2 separate regions of the Sus scrofa genome follow, and region 2 is linked to region 1. Evidence: chromatin contacts called from public HiChIP or PLAC-seq data. All regions are on one chromosome and are shown on one strand. Each heading gives the region's core, a stretch centred on a gene start, on an enhancer-like site or on the middle of the called end of the contact. The rest is flanking DNA. Distances are from core to core; before and after follow the strand shown.

Region 1 (4,024 bases), core at 242-2,741:
ATAGCAGGTGATGGTTTTGTTTTTTCGGATCCCAGTGCCCGAGTAGAAGAGGATGGGGGAGATCGCCACCACGACGATGAGCCACACCAGCACGCTGATGTAGACCGCATTCTTCTTCTTGAGCCTGCCCAGGGACTTGAGAGGGTACACCACACCGCTGTACCGGTGCGCACTGATGCAAGTCAGGAACAAGATGCTGCCATAGAGGTTCACGTGGAAGATGAATCGTTGTAGCTTGCACATGGCATCCCCGAAGATCCAGTCGGTCTTATTGAAGTAGTAGAAGATGAGAGCCGGCAGAGTCAGGACGTACAAAAAGTCAGCGAGGGCCAAGTTGAACATGTACACGGAGATGCCGCTCCAGGGCTTCATGTGGAAGACAAACATCCAGATGGCCACGCTGTTGCCCAGGAAGCCGATAATGAATACCAAGATGTAGACAGCCGGCAGATAGTAGAATTGGAAGCCTGTCTTGGTAAGCGCGCATTTGAACGGGACGGCGGCGGTGGAGGCAGCTGTGCTGTTCCCCCAGGGCGGGCCCAGGCCGGCCAGGAAGGCAGCGTCCGTCCCGTTGGGGACCGCCTGCCACAGCACCTCGGTCATTCTGTCCTTCCCGACTTAGGCGGCAGCTCCAAGCGGCAAGCGGCGGCGAGAGGGCGGCGGCTGCGAGGGGCGCAGAGAGCATCGGAAAGGCGGGAGAGCGGACAAGAGCAGGCGCCCGGGATCCCTGCAGGAGAGGGCGCGCGGGGGCTCGCCCACGCCGGTTCCGGCCCCGCGTTCTTCGCGGGCCATGAATCCGTCCCGATCTATGACCGAACTGGACTGGCCGAAGAACCAGCAACTTCCCCGTCCGGCTGGCAGCGTCGAGGTTACACAACAGGGAGCGTAGGACACCGCCGCCAACAACTTTCCCTCTGAGCTTTCCCGAGGGGCCGCAGGTTCGCGCCGGAGAGCGCGCCGGGGGCTCAGCGAGGTCCGGCGAAACTGGTTGCGCTGCGCTCCGGTGCGGGGAGGGCGCGCCCCAGCCTCCTTCCCCCAGATATCAACTTCGTTTGGGCATCTTCCTTCTCCCTACCTTGCATGCCAGTACTTCGGCTCTGGGGCCCGTGCCACTGCCTCCGTGCCTCTCTGCGCTCAGCCTCTGGGAGCCATTTGGAGCGCTCGTGGCCGCAGACTCGTGCGCTTCTGTATCGTCTCCGGTTCGCCGTCTGTGTGAGCTCGCAGGCCCTTCTAGAGCCTCGCTCTGTCCCGAGTGCTGGCGGCTGGAGGGCGAACCGGCTCCCCGCAAGGATGGGCGGAGTTTGGCCACCCGAGCGAGACCGCGCTCCGCGGGGAGGCGAGGGGCGTGCCTCCGCCGAGCCCGCCCGCTGCCCGCCAGCGCTCTTCCTGGCGTTTTCCCGCAGCCAGAGGCGTCTTCTGGGGAGCCACTGTTCACCGTCCGGCGTGCTCAGCTTCTGCCCTTTCGCCACTACTCGAGTCGGTGGCGAGGGCGAGGGCGAGGGCGTGGGGTGCGCTCGGTCAGGGTAAGGGTTGACTGCTAGGGAGCGATTGGCCCGCGAGCGCTCCTGGGCTGTTCCGCCAGCTATCTAGGCAAAATGAAGTTGCTGACACACAGGAAACCCCTTTGACGACTCAGAGCCTTCTGCCGCAACCCTAGAGCCAATGAGACTGAATTCTCTAGGGCCCTCAAGAACCACGCCAGGTGTTTGCAGGTCCCAAGCAGCCAGCAGTCCCCAGCTGGGAGCGCCCTGGCGCTGCATTGCTCCGCACTTCTCGGAGACCAGATTCCTGGCACTTGCAGGAAACTGCTACTCCCAGAAAGCATTCAAAACAAGGAGGGTGGGTGGGGAGGGAGATGAGGAGAATCTCTTTCTGCCCTTCTAGTCTACTTCTTTTTTCTTTTTACTTTAATAACCGAATGCTAATAAACCGACGTCATTGGTAATATCTACGTGAGAATTTCTTGCTTCAGCACATTTCAGCCTCTTACCACCTACCAACAATGCAGGATCCCCAACTCCTCCTGTCCAGTAGTACATTTAATTAAAGAGCAGAGACTGCAATGAAAAATAATTTAAAATATATTGTTCTAGACTAGAAATAATTTGAATTTTAAATACAACTTTATATAGAAGTATGTAAAGACAGTTTCTGGTAAGTACCCTAACAATATTGATTGGGACCTCCGTGAATACTGCCACATTTTTATTGAAAAACTCATTTTCATGAATATCAAATTTTTAAGCAGTGTACTTCAGAATCGTAGTTGAGTAAGTTTGATTGGAAAATAAATGAATTATTAGCTGTTGAGAGAAATATTTAGATATACCCATACAGGGATGGAATCTAGCAATCTTTGACAATTTACTAATTAACAATGTGTTTTATGTGAAACATTTATAGTGGCTTTTGTCTTTGAAGAAAAAAACAAATCCAAAAAGAAAATATCTGTAAAATATATACTGTAAGATTTCTCTCTGCTCCCAGGTGTTACATGATAGTGTTCTCTTAAAAAATATTCAGAGGAATACCACAAACTCCTGACTTTGATACCACAAAAGAAAATTCCCTACAAGACCCAGACAGTTCTTTAGAAGGACACATGTAGAAAGAATCATATCCAAACACAAGCCATCGTGAGAACACTGGTATTTTGAACTGTGGTCAATTGAATAGCATGGAAATAAATGATAAAACTCGAGTAAATAACTCAAGGGCATGAATGTTGTTTTGAAACAGTCTGAATTGATGATGAACAGGCTTCAGCTTTCTCATCTATAAAATAAGGAAGTCAGATTTGACTTTTTTTCCATTCGTACATAATTCTATAATTCTCAGCCTTAACGTGAAACATTTTCATATTGTTTGATTAGGATGGTACCGAGTGGAATGATTTTCTCTTGAGAGAGAGAGAAGGAAGCAGAGAAAAGCTTTAAGAGTTCCCTTGGTGCTTAATAGGTCCTAATTCCTCACTCCTTTGTGTTGTTCATTTGCAGCATGAGCAATATATAATCTCATTCAGAAGTCTGCTGCAAATGCATTAACTCACTATGTGAATGTTTTGAAATGTACATTTAGTCCAAATGCCATTAAGTACTTTCAGAAAACTTGACACTTTATAAGGAATTTGTAGAAGGGTAGTTGCCCTAAGTGACAGACTTTTAAAAATATTATTAAAAAGGTAAACTATGAAAGCACTGCTTTTACATCCTACATATTTTAACTACAGATTTATAGTATATTTGTTATGTATTAAGTCAAAATTGTGCCTTTGGGAATAATTTATATGTATTCAGTATTGTTTATTGACTTTGTTAACTTTCTATTGGAAATACTTTAAACTAGATTTAGTAAAGGGAAAAATAAAATACCATCTAAAACCAAATAACATATCGCTATTTATTGATGCTTGAATACCTGTTATAAATGCCTTAAAGATATGAGAAGAATATTTCATATATCTAAGATAAATACCTCAAACATTTTGTATTAATTTGTTTTTCACTTTGTTAATGATGTAAATTCCTGACTTTAAGAGATTAGCAAATGTAGTTGGAAATGCAAAGAACATAGAGTTAACTATTAATAACAACATATAACAACAGCAATAATAAATAGCCTTTCCTATGTACTCAGCACTATGCACAGTACTGAGTCCTTTGTTTTATTTTATTTTATTTTATTTTTTTGCCATTTCTTGGGCCGCTCCCGCAGCATATGGAGGTTCCCAGGCTAGGGGTCTAATCAGAGCTGTAGCTGCTGGCCTACACCACAGCCACAGCAACATGGGATCCGAGCCGCCTCTGCAACCTATGCCACAGCTCATGGCAACACCAGATCCTTAACCCACTGAGCAAGGCCAAGGATCAAACCTGCAACCTCATGGTTCCTAGTCAGATTCGTTAACCACTGAGCCACAACGGGAACTCCAGTGCTGAGTCCTTTAATCTATAAAATATCCTAAGGTAGTTGACAGTTACCATCCTTAAATATGATTTATATGTATCCATAAATTATGAACCTT
Region 2 (4,259 bases), core at 1,756-4,255, 320 kb before region 1:
TATCCTCCTCCATGCTGGAATTCTCAAATGTCACCCAAGCAAAACACTCAACATTTTAAGGCAAGATATGTTAATACAGCTTTAAAGAAACTTGTGGCCTGTAATTTCTTTTGGCTTCCTCAGCAGAATAAATCCCTTTGTCAAAAACTCTTCAAAAGATTTCATTTACACTCATGGGCCTAAGGTATAGAAAGTGTTCTAGATTTAAAAAATGATACACTTTTTATTCTACTGAGGTTATATGAGTAAAGCGGCCCTTAAGAAAAATAAAATACAAAATAAAAAGCTCACACTGCCTCCTGCTGTTAGAAGGAAAATCTCATGAGGTCAAAATGGTCCACAAACTGCACAGTGTAATGAGAGCAAGAGGCTTGTCTTAGTTTTTTTTCTTTTTCCCTTCTTTTTTAATCTAGAACTAATTCCAAATCGAAGCCTCAAAAGGGTTCAGATACTGTCCACAACCCATACAAATATACTGCCAAAAACACTATAAGGTATGACTTCAGAACTGAAAACCATCTTCCTCAAACGTACTTTCAACTGGATAGGTGATGTAATTTCAACAACACAAAACAAACAGAAGACAAAAGATAGAAATAGGAAAAGGAAAATTAAAAGCACTAGCCTATCTGGCCAGATGCCTGGTTACTTTCCCAGATCTAAGGCAGTTTTAACAGTTGGTTTCTCCCCTTCCCTACCTAATGTGAGATAAACTGCTCCAAGTCAGCAGAACAGATTCAATATCCTGTAGTCAACGTATGGCCATACCTGACACCGCAAGACTTCCTAGACCTCGACGATTTTTTCCATATTTAAGGAGTTGGGAGGAGTGTCACTCAACTTGTCACTGAGACACACCTCTCTTCAGAATTTGGCAAACCACTCTTGGGGGCTTCATGCACCTTCCCCCTGTCCACCTCAGCCACAGTACTGTTTAAATAACTGAATATGAAACACAGAAACACAAACAAATTTTTGGATTTCTTTAAAAATGACATTTGTATTAAAAATCTTAAAATGAAGAGACAATGATTAAACACATGTCTGGAATTAAAAATTACAAGTTGTTAGAATTCTCTTGGTACATCACAACAGCAAAATTCTGCTCTTTGCTTCTGGAGGAACACCCTATAACAGAAAACCAAAAATTTTAAAAAATGATACAAAAGGGGAGCTAAATACCTGAACACTGGAACAAAATGAAGCAAAAAAAAAAAAAAAAAAAAAGAAAGAAAGAAAAAAAGAAAAAAGAAACCCATTGCAAAATAAGTGAATTACATCTTAAAAGCTGGAAATAATAAAGAAATTCACCGAACAACAGGCCCTATTGTCCTGATTCCTTCAGGAAGATTACTGAAAGGAAATGGGGAAGTGGTTTGAGGGGATCTGGTGGGAAATTCACAGGTTGGCACCGGCTGGAACAGCTGAGTTTTGAAGGCACTCTGCAGACACAGGGGTGCTGGGGGCCCTGAATCACATTTGTGAAGTCTTTGTACTGTGTTTTAAAGAGCTAGTCATCAAAACCTGTTACTGCCAACCAATAAGAACAAAAAGCTAAATCTAAAAACACACACACACACAACAGTACACACAAAAATGTGCAGATCTGTAACATTTTTTTTCACAGCTGATAAAAAAAAATACTACCGTTCTCCCCCAGACTCCCCTTTGATACAGTAGGTAAACAAAAATAGATTTTTTTTTTCCACAAATATCAGCAGACACATTCTGGCACCCCACACTGTATTGGCATCAGTGTTAACAGTCCCAGTTCAGATGTGCAATACTTCAGATTGGATACACTGTAACAAGAATCCAACTTTGCATAGACATCCTCAGAATCATAATCAGTCACGGGGTTGCCCTTCCAAGCTGGCAGAAAAGGAACCCGATCTTAATTTCCAGCTACTCCTGGAAAACGAGGAAAAAAAACAAAAGTTTTTTCCTCTCCTCCTGCTCCTTCATTTGGTTCTCCCGGACTTCCTTCCGAGTATTTAAAACTTGGAACGAGAAAAACGGTTTTGGACAGAAAAACAAAAACAAAAAACTCCCCCTTTCCAACCTTCTCCCCGTCCTCTTCCTCCCCCACCCCATTTTTTTTTTTTTTTTTTTCTCCAGGCTGAAACTTTCGCTTGCCGGTGTCAAGCTGCCAATACAGCGCCCCAACGGCTGCGTCAATGGGGAAATAACGCGTCAACCAAAATCAATGAGAAACGTACATGCCGCAAAGAGCCACATTTCCATCGGGTCTCGGATGGTCAGAACGGCACACCCCCTCGGACACGGGGCAGAGGCAGGGGACATGGCCACGGGGGCCAGCCGGGCTCCCGGGACACCCCGGCCGATGCAAAGTCGTCTCCAATCTCAAAGCAAGAAGAGAAATCACATTTAGAGTCGGGTGCGTTTGGCTTTTGTGCGCAGAGCTCGGCCGGCGCGCGGCAGCCGCGGGCGCCTCAGAGGATCACGCAGGCCGAGCAGCAGCCCTCGTCTCCGTTGGGCTGCGCCGCGTAGTTCATCTGCCGCACGATCTCGGCAAACAGCTCGTCCACCGAGGCTTTGTTTTTGGCCGATGTCTCCATGAAGGGGCAGCTCCACTCCTCGGCCAGGGCCTTGCCCTCGCCGTAAGAGACCTCGCGCTCGCCCTCCAAGTCCACCTTGTTGCCCACCAGGATCATGGGCACTCTCTCGTACCGCTTTACGCGGATGATCTGGTCCCGCATAGGCTTGATGTCCTGGAAGCTCTGCTGGTTAACGAGGCTGTAGACGAGGATGAAACCCTGGCCGTTCTTGATGTACAGGTCCCGCATGGACGCGAACTGCTCCGTGCCGGCCGTGTCCAGGATCTCCAGCACGGACGGCGACGAGTCCACCTCGATCTCCTTGCGGTAGAAGTCCTCGATGGTGGGGTCGTACTTCTCGATGAAGGAGCCGGTCACGAACTGCACGGTGAGCGCGGACTTGCCCACGCCGCCCGAGCCTAGCACCACCACTTTGTACTCTCTCATGGCTCCGTCGGCGCTCGCCCGTCGGGGCTGCGCGCCGTAGTAAGGCTGGGCTTGGCGGCTGGACTTCTACCCTTCCTCAGCTCCGCAGGAAAAACTCAGGAGCGAAATGGCCGAGGAGCGCAGAGCGCGGAAATCACCGAGCGGGGGCCGGGCGCCGGGCCGGCCGGCAGCGGCAGCGCGTCCCTGGGGCGCAGGTCCGGGGCCCCGCAGCAGCCCGCGGCGGCAGCGGCAGCGGCAGCCTGGGCGGCGGAACCGGAGGACAATGCCGGCAGCCTGTGCAAAGCGAAGGCTGCAGCTTCTCGTCGCGGCAGCCCAGAAGGGCGAGGAGGCGGCGGAGGTAGCGGGCTGCGGAGGCGGCAGCTAATTGCGCGTCGGGCCGGGACGCGCGTGGCATGAGTCCCCGCAGAGCGTGCGCCCACCGCCGCGGCCCATGGAGCTCTCTTCCTCAGCCTCCGCGGGGCGAGGGCTTCCTACTCGCCGCGCGCAGCCCGGCCCTCCCCGCCCGGACGAGCATGCCCAGTGCGCCGCCGCCGGCCGCTCCCGCCGGATCCGCTGCTCCTGGTTTTCCAGGGAGCCGGGCGGAGGCGGGGTTGTGGGTGGGGCTCGCGATTTGAGTCGGGACTAGCGGATTCGCCGGAGGCTCTGGTCTCCCAGCAAGAGGACAAATGTGCCGGGATGTGTAGGTGTTTGTGGCGGGCTGGGAGAGCTCCAGTGGGAGGTTGGAGGCAGCCTTCTTTCGCCGCTCTGGGTTCATACATAGGGGCTCAGGCTCTTCGAGAAGCGAGTGGGTGCGGCAGCCACCCCCTCACTCCTCCCTGGGAATAGGGAGGATTGGGCTCTTGCCTCGCATCATTCAGAGCCCGTAGATCCCACTTCCCAGACCCCCGGAGGGTGTGTCTCCCGGGATTGAGACCCAAAGGACGTTTGGGTGTTTGGCGGGAAGACCATCTTCCCCTACCCAAGGCGCAGCTCTTTCTACCCGACCTTCTCTGGCCTACTCTCCCGCACTTTCATCTCTGGGACAAAGAAAACGGGAATGCTGGGTCTGAAACCCTGTTGCGACTAGGGAAAGGGCTGCCTCTACTAACCAGAGCTGTCTTCGGGCTAGGGTTCCGCGGGCCACCCCGCCCCCCCACTCGCCCCCTCCCCCGCCCCAGTCAGCTGGGGCCAAAATCTGGAGAGCGGATTACAGTCCTATCCAAAGCGGCGGTGGCGCCCGCAGCTAGTCAGGGCATGCTCAGTGCACAGAGCAGG

What was found. HiChIP or PLAC-seq counts read pairs in DNA pulled down with a chosen protein or histone mark.
Region 2: an H3K27ac HiChIP or PLAC-seq map of alveolar macrophages shows a contact between it and region 1. The contact joins the promoter of RAP2B here to the promoter of P2RY1 in region 1. A contact is called at or near these places in 1 of 47 Hi-C or Micro-C datasets (heart right ventricle) and 1 of 2 datasets of contacts at active chromatin or transcription factors (alveolar macrophages).

What each region holds. Positions count from the first base shown.
Region 1 is chr13:92,988,617-92,992,640 of Sscrofa11.1, reverse strand. P2RY1 (P2Y purinoceptor 1) reads right to left here and starts at 1,491. Exons shown (of 2, transcript XM_005669935.3): 1 at 1-1,491. The coding sequence starts at 603.
Region 2 is chr13:93,306,858-93,311,116 of Sscrofa11.1, reverse strand. It overlaps RAP2B (RAP2B, member of RAS oncogene family), which reads right to left and starts at 3,005. Exons shown (of 1, transcript NM_001123185.1): 1 at 2,454-3,005. The coding sequence starts at 3,005. The coding sequence ends at 2,454.